Linked DNA regions of Zea mays: region 1 is linked to region 2. Evidence: chromatin contacts called from public Hi-C data. All regions are on one chromosome and are shown on one strand. Each heading gives the region's core, a stretch centred on a gene start, on an enhancer-like site or on the middle of the called end of the contact. The rest is flanking DNA. Distances are from core to core; before and after follow the strand shown.

Region 1 (4,294 bases), core at 667-3,166, 250 kb after region 2:
GATACTATCTCCTTTGGTACTCCATGTAAGCATACAATTCGGGACATGTATAACTCTGCCAACACTGCACTATTGTAGGTGGTCTTGACTGGTATGATATGAGTCGCCTTTGTCAAGTGGTCCACTACTACCTAGATGGAGTCATAACCGACTCGAGTGCGAGGCAAACCGATTATAAAATCCATCCCAATCTCATCCCATTTCCACTGAGGAATATGCAATGGCTGCAACAAACCTGCGGGCCTCTGATGCTCTACCTTGATTCTCTGATAACTGTCACATATGGCAACATACTCTGTGATCTCTCTTTTTATCCTGTACCACCAGAATCTTTTCTTCAGGTCTTGGTACATCTTCTCGCTGCCAGAGTGTATGGAATAAGCTGTCTCATGAGCTTCCTTAAGAATCAACTCCCGAATTGATTTGTTGTCAAGAACACACAACCTATCTTTGAACCATACTATGCATTCCATGTCTTCCCAGAAATCATTGCCTTTCCCATCTAAGATCAGCTACCGAATTTCATTGATCTTCTCATCACTTTTCTGTCCATCCTTGATATCTTGTTCTATAGTGGGTTCCAGCTAAATGGTTACTCCTTGGGTGCTGTTCAGAAATTCGAGACTCAACCTGTCGAATTCCTTTGCTAGCTCATATGGCATCAGATGAGCGACCATCATGTTGACTTGACTTTTTCTGCTCAAAGCATCTGCAACCACATTAGCTTTGCCTAGGTGATAATGTATCTCTAGCTCATAATCTTTGATCAACTCCAGCCATCTTCGCTGCCTCATGTTTAACTCTGACTGGGTGAATATATACTTAAGACTCTTGTGGTTCGTGTAAACATCACACTTCTGCCCATATAGATAATGCCTCTAGATCTTCAGTGCATGAACCATTGCTACTAACTCCAGATCATGAGTGGGGTAATTTCTCTCATGAATCTTCAACTGTCGGGACGAGTATGCCACTACTCTCCCTTCTTGCATTAACACACATCCCAAACCAGTGTACGAAGCATCACAATACACTGAGAATGGCTTATGAACATCTGGCAGAATCAACACGGGTGTTGTAGTCAACTTCTTCTTCAATGTTTCAAAAGACTATTGGCACTCTGGGTCCACTTGAACTCAACTTTCTTCACTAGCAGGGCTATCATTGGTCTAGCAATCTTGGAGAAGCCTTCAATGAAACGCCGATAGTATTCGCCTGTCACACTCGGGTTTTAGGGGTCCAAAACCCGGGCGCAAAATAAACACCAGGTGTGCTAGGACCGGTTTGAGCAGCGGCAACGCCATCACCGGACCACACAAGAACCTGATTCTGCGCACAATACTTTCGAAAAATGGGCTCTAAACGTATAGCAGTGGATGGCGAACCCATGGGAGGGAAACTTACCGGCGAACATCGAGGCACAGGGACCCATCCACGGTCGTGGCAGATCTGAGGCATTAGGGTTGCTCCGATGAGCGATTCCTGAGTCAAGAATAGCCCATTCCGCCAGAAGGGGCCACGAAAACGTTCCTCGCGCCATGGCGAAGCTCCCCGGCTGGTGCCCGATGGTTCGACGGTGATGCCCATGATGCATAGTTGACGACGGCAGATTCCAATGGCGGACTTCACCCTGCTCTTCCTTGTGCAATCTCTGTAATCACGGTGTCGGTACTTCGGCTTGGGTTTTCAATGCGAGGGACGGTCACGACAATTTATAGGGACAAGGTGAGCGCCCAATGCACCGAGGTCAGGGATCCCAGCACCTGCCTCCCAACCATATCAGTGAGCAGCGCGGGATTGGTTAAGATCCTGAGCTTGAGGAGAATACTGACAAACATGGCCCACACGACGGTGATAGCAGGAGCACGTGGATGGGGAACCGCGGATGATGAGGCAGACCCATCAGTCATTGGCGCAGAGGTGGAACTGAATAGTGGGTCTGCCCTGGCAGTCACCAAAGGCACCAGCACAGCGGGAGTTTGAGCCGTGGAGACCACGGAGATGGGCCGGTGCAGGTGATTCTACCTAGGTCGAGGGGGGAAAGATTTGGCCCAAGCGCCGTTTTGCTTTCTTTGTGTTTTTTTTATTTCTTTCATATTTTCAATTCCTATCTCAATTTCAAACCTGATTTACTTTCTGTTTGAATTTCGGATTTCAACTCTCAATATATAATTCTATTGGGAATATAGATTCTATTGTTATTAATATTATTTTTATGGTAGGAAAACTCTTCTTTCCCATTTTCTATTCCAAATTCAATTATTCAACTCAAATTTATACTCTTGCTTTTAATTTCAGATTTTCCAAATGTCTCAATTGAAATCAAATTTTAATATAAACTATAGTATTTTAAATATTACTATATTATTCTCCTTCCCATTTTTGACTGTAACAATAATTGACTTTATTACAAATTTCTCTTCTCATTCTCTAATTCCCAAAGCACTATAATAACTATATTTGTTTATTTATTTTATTAATATTATTATTCTTTTTCTACTAATTTTGGGTCTTACAAATCCTACCCCCTTAACAGAAAACTCATCCTCGAGATTTGTAAGAAAAAGGATTACACCAAGATTGGTTTGTAATTGAGATTGTAGTTTCTAATTGATTCAAAAATTAAGAGTCTCTCTCTTTTTAATACTATTTAGTAGGTGATTAGAAATGCATGGGTATCTTCTATGTTTAGACACACAGTTAGGTAAGAAGAGAGATGGTTAGAGTGAGGTTAGCTGATGGTAAGAAGAACTTGGTAAGGGAAGACTCCTATTCTTCCATGTCGAGGTTGATCTAGGTCACCAATTTAGGCTCAAGTGAATTTAGAGTATGGCCTTATCCTTTGTACCAGCATTCAGTAACTCACACTAGATTAGATCATATTATATTAGATGGGATCTAGATTAGATTGGATATGACTAGATTAGACTAGTTTAAGTTAGATACATCTACTAAGGTAGGATAAATATTGTTAGGATATGTTAGAATCTCTGTTAAGTTAAAACAGAGGGGTTATGCAACTAACTGATGGGTAAGGTAGTTGCATATGCTCGGGTTGGTCTGTCATTGTTTATTTAGTGCAGAGTGAACTAAGATTAAACATGTTCTATAGGAGTAGAGTCTCATTTATTTTACCACTATTAACTGGTTAAGTGACTGACCTTAGGTTAGCTCAACTTAAGGTTAGTCTTCGTTGGGATAGATTAACTTGTTAGATTGAATTAGATCTAGAATAAATTGATACGACTATTTTAGACTAGATAAGATCTAAATAAATTTTGAATTAGCTCATGGTTGTTACACTAGTGTGGGATAAATATGCTAATTAGGGCAAGATGAATCCATAAGGATAAGGTAGAATCTTTTGAGGTCAATTAGATCTATTAGGATGAGATAAAATCTTTTCAAGATAAGATGAGTCTACTAAGGTAATAGAGTATCTTTTAAGATAAGATGGATCTATTAAGCTAGATATATTTTAATTAGGATAGGTTAGGATCTTTTGAGATAAGGTGGATCTATGAGTGTAGGATAGAATCTTTTAAGATGAGATGGATATTGTTAGGCTAGATACTTTAATGAGGGATAATCTAGTTTGTCTAGTTATTTTTATAAGCATTTTTATACGTATATGCAGATGTAATTGTGGACATTACTCCACAACTCATCACACTCGATCAAAGATCCAAATCAGACAAGTATCATAAGAACAAACATTCAAGTGTATAGATACCTACAAAAATAGTTTTGTTTTTGTTCCTAAGATTATGTCTCCTATTCCTAAAAGTCACTTTAGGTACAGGATTTCGAAGTGTGAAATCCACTTTTGTCTTTAGAAGGAAAAGGTAAGAATAATCAGAGTAAATCAGCAGTGGATGAGAAAAGATTAAGGGAAGTTTTAGAAAGAATCAGAGTAGCAAAGGTAAGTAGACAATGGTTGTCTAGTTCTATCTAGGTTTTGTCCTACAGTCAACATCCCTCTGATACCACTTCTGTCACACGCGGGTTTTAGGGGTCCAAAACCCGGGCGCGAAATAAACACCAGGTGTGCTGGGACCAAGTCTCACACATATGATGAATAGTGGAATAGAAACGAATGTCACATCTTTACTAAATAATAGGAGTTCTGTACAAAATAAATAAATAATTACATCATAAGAATACAACGATCCAGCAACCCAAAGTTGACTAGGAGACGATGGCCTAGACCTCTGACGAGCTCATCACAGCATCCTCCATACGTCTCATCCTGCGGTACCTGTTCTTGACCTGTGGGGGGTGAGACAGCAAGAGT
Region 2 (4,201 bases), core at 466-2,965:
CCAGCACGGGGCCTGCCTCCGTCATCCCGTACCCCTGTTGCATTGCATTGCATTGGTCGGAATGGGAACGGAATGGAACGCGTGTCATCAGGAAAACCGAAAAAGCTTCGGACGACGACGACGGACGTACCTGCCCGAGCACGGCATTGGGAATCTTGGCCATGAAGGCGTCCTGGAGCTCCTTGCCCATGGGCGCGGCGCCGGACATGACCATGCGGATGGACGCGAGGTCGCCGGCGGTCACGCGGGGGCTCTTGGCGATCTCCACCACGATGGGCGGCACGAAGGGCGCGATGGTGATCACGTACCTGCGCACCAGGTCCACCAGCGCGCCCAGGTCGAACTTGCGCATGATCACGATGGTGGAGCCCGCGCGCAGGCCGGCCAGCAGCACCGAGTTCAGCGAGTAGATGTGGAACAGCGGCAGCAGGCACAGCACCACGTCGTCCTTGCGGAAGTACAGGTTCGGGTTCTCGCCATCAACCTTCATATTCATCAGCAGCCAGACACTCCCACAGTTTCAGCATGTATCAACACACAGTTCGAATGCGAAGGACAGGCATCGTCTCGGCACGAATCTCGAAGCGGCTGTCCGGTTGACTACTACTACTTGTTCGGTGGAGACAGTGGGTGAGGTGGACCAGCCGCATCCGAACAAATCGAGGAAGCTGCGGCCTCAGCGCACCCAGCGCCGGGTGAATGCAGTGCACGCCATTATTTATGAGCCCGCAACGCTGGAACGAATGTTCCTCGGCAAAGGTGGGGCCAACCAGCTTGTCCCCACATGGAGAGGGATCGGGGATGGGGATGTGATGTCACCGTGGCCACGGCGGCGGCGACGGCGACGGCGACCAAGGCGGCAGCGATAGCGAGAGGAAGGAGTAGCACCGGCCACGGTACGTACCTGCTGCGCGACGCTGGTGATGAGGCTGCGGTGGGTGAGCATGACGCCCTTGGGCAGCCCGGTGGTGCCGGAGGAGTAGGGCAGCGCGACGACGTCGTCGGGGTGGATGTCGGCGTCGGCCTCCAGCTCCTCGGCCGCGATCAGCTCGGCGAACTCCACGCAGCCGTCGAAGCGCCCGTCGACGGTGACCACGGGGATGCCCCGCTCCGCCGCGAACTCCCGCACCTTCTCCACGGCGCAGGCCTCGGTCACGATGAGCCGGGCGCCGGCCGCCTCCGCCTGGCGGTGCACCTCGTGCGGGGTGTAGAACGGGTTGGCCGTGGTGGTGGCGGCGCCCAGGCGGGCGGCGCCCAGGAAGGTGAAGGCGAACTCGGGGCAGTTGCGGAGCAGGCTCATCACCACGTCGCCCTTGCCCACCCCCATGGCGCGCAGCCCCGACGCGGCGCGCCGGGACAGGGACTCCACCTCCGCGTACGTGTACGACGCGCCCGTCAGCCCGTCGACCAGGCACGCCCGCTCCGCCACCTCACCCATCTTCCCGAAGCAGTAGGTGTGCAGCGCCATGCTGCTGTCGATCTCGATGTCGGGGAGCTTGGACCGGAACACCACCGCCTTCTCCTCCACCGCCTTCTCCTCCGCCGCCGGCACCGGCACCGCGATCGCCGCGTCTACGGAACCCATCTCAGACCTTTGCTCGCTGCCGGATGGACTGGCTTGTCGGATGTCGGGCAGGTAACGTTGCGCTGGGCAGCTGGTTGGATGGTAGTATAGGAAGGAAGGAAGGAGACGATGGCTGGTGCGGTGCGACCTCGCCGGGGCTCTGATCTCCTGGAGGGCAGAGGACCGGCTGGTGCCGAGTTATATACGAGCAGGGGAGGACAGGGAGTTGGGGAGTTGGTGAGTGGGGCCTCGAGGTGATGACTGATGGGGCCCGGCTGGAAGTGGCCAAGAGGGGGAGGTGGGGTAGGAGAGCTATGGTACGGGGTTGGTGAGAGAGGGAGGGAGAGAGAGGCTGGGCTGGGGCTGTTGTTCGTTGACTGGGACGGGGGCGCCACGTCAACGTCGTTTACCAACCCCAATATCAGCGGCTGTGTGGTGGCACGTCTTCCATTCCTCCTCCCCATCGAGCTGAGCTGAGCACTGATCAGAGCTGCCAGCCTGCCATCCCGCTGCCTGCGTTTCCGTGGCTGCGGTTGGTGACAGTGAGTGTCTGAATGTGTCCAGGACAACGGTTGTGGAACTGGAGACTATTAGGTGTTGTTTAGTTCATATGTTGCTAAGGAAATGGTAATGAAAGCTCTTAACGGCAATAGTAGTTACTAATTATAATTGGATTAGATAGTAGTACCTAATACTATTATAAAGAGCTCAACCAAACAAAATATTGATATCCATTACCTCATGTAAACGGTTTGTGTTCCATTTCAACGAATCAAATGCCACCTTAGCATTCTGCATTTCTAGAGCCTAATGTAACATATGCAAATGATGTTTGGTTTCTAGGGACTAACTTTTAGTCCATCCTTTTTATCCTGAAATTGTTAAACACGTGAACTAAAATAAAGATAATTCCTCTTTTAGTCACTGTGTTTGATAATTTAGGGGCTAAAAATTAGTCTCTAGAAACCAAACACCCCGAAGCTTTGTCTTTCCATAGGGTTTGACTAGTAGTACTATATCGGTTCATTTGCACATTGTCAATTCCCTGTTTAGGCCTTGTTCGGTTAGGGGTGAATTGAGGGAATTGGAGGGGATTAAAATCCCTTTTGAATAGGGAGGGATTTAATCCCCTCCAATACGCCCGCAATCGAACATGTCTTTATCTCCGGCAGATCCCTTATCCAATCATCTATCTCATTCATTATTTCAAGCTCCACTCTACAAACAGTATCATCTATAGTTTTGTGTCACCTACTGAAGACAATCTTAGGTGATGTACTGTCCTTCCGGCGTACTGGTGTGGTGTACCTCCACCCAATTCCCCATCAACACATTTTAAGTTCCATGGGAAGCAAAATGATGTAATTTGTACACACAACCAGACCACATGATGCTGTTATCACAGATTCCAGGGCCCTATCTAATAATTAAGGATTCAAATGAGATAGCTAATTAACTATTAGCAAGTGGATGTGTTAAAAATTAGTTCGTCAACGGTGGAGAGGTGCTAATAAGAGCTAATTGTTCATATACACCTCTAACAAACTATACAGCTACTCACTCCATTCGTTATTGGATTTTAAACTAAGCAACGCCAAATAAAAAACCCTAAACCTACCTGCTAACAGATGGATTTAAAATATACCTTATTAAAAATTAGCTAGTCATAATTAATACCTACGGTCAATTGGCTTCCTAACTACTCTCCGTTCTTAAATATATAGACGTTGTTGATTATTTATGAAACCTTTGATCACTCGTCTTATTTGAAATATTTATTCTAAAATATAAAATTTTAAGTCGTGCTCAAACAAATTTAAGTGACAAAATAAATAATAATTCACATTTTTTCTAATAGATAAATAGTCAAAATTTCTAAAAAAAAGTCAATATCATCATATATTTAAGAACGGAGGTAGTATTAGCACTCGTGAATCCAACAAAAGGTGAACGTGTGCACTTGAGGGACGTAAGTTCAGGTGGAGCTGCTGTAACTTCTTGATGATGCCTTCGATAGCCTACACGGCGGAAGTAGAGATGCTCAAACCAACCCTAGGTCCAGATGCTTTAGCACTACTATATATTAATATATACTCTACTTGTCCTAATTTATATTTTTTTGACTTTTTTACCAAATTTAATCGGCTCATTTTGTTCAATTTTTTTTAAAAAAATTAAAAAAACAAAGCCATGCTTAATATTATATGCTAGATTATATCGTAGTAAAGATTAACAATAATTTTTTAAATAAGATGAGTCAGTTAAATTTGGAGTAAAAAAATTAAACAAATTATAAATTGGAGGGGAGTGTAGTACTATATTATTCCTAAAGTTATAGACCCCTTTGGTTGCGGAATCGGAGCACGTCTTTGGACAAGGAAAAGACTGGGCTTGGGCGTAGAACTTAAAAGCTACTTGGTTGCGGAAGATGTGTTATTCTCAACTGCTATAAAACTACTATAAAGTATAAGTTTTACTGATTTCTCGTCTATTTTGCCAAAGACTATATTTCTTCCAAATTTAACCTCAAACATCAATTCCAATGTCCATGCCCACCATTTTGCCACGGTTATGCAAAAAACAGATAAAATTATATACAAGTAGGTTTCGAACCTTGGTTGTTAGCTTTATATTCGC

What was found. A called contact is a pair of places that touch in the nucleus more often than the background predicts.
Region 1: a Hi-C map of tassel shows a contact between it and region 2, with 2.1 times the contacts expected there. The contact joins the enhancer-like site here to the promoter of LOC542166 in region 2. A contact is called at or near these places in 2 of 25 Hi-C or Micro-C datasets (leaf and tassel).

What each region holds. Positions count from the first base shown.
Region 1 is chr5:91,470,250-91,474,543 of Zm-B73-REFERENCE-NAM-5.0, forward strand. No RefSeq gene overlaps it. Among protein-coding and RNA genes, the nearest start is that of LOC103626698, 25 kb to the right of the region's middle. Within about 2 kb of position 1,917, at least 18 of the 20 cell types and tissues checked have an H3K27ac peak or open chromatin away from gene starts, as enhancers often do. A contact at or near this core is called in leaf and tassel, where this site is marked.
Region 2 is chr5:91,223,428-91,227,628 of Zm-B73-REFERENCE-NAM-5.0, forward strand. LOC542166 (4-coumarate--CoA ligase 1) reads right to left here and starts at 1,716. Exons shown (of 6, transcript NM_001111788.2): 1 at 905-1,716; 2 at 131-484; 3 at 1-34. The coding sequence starts at 1,585.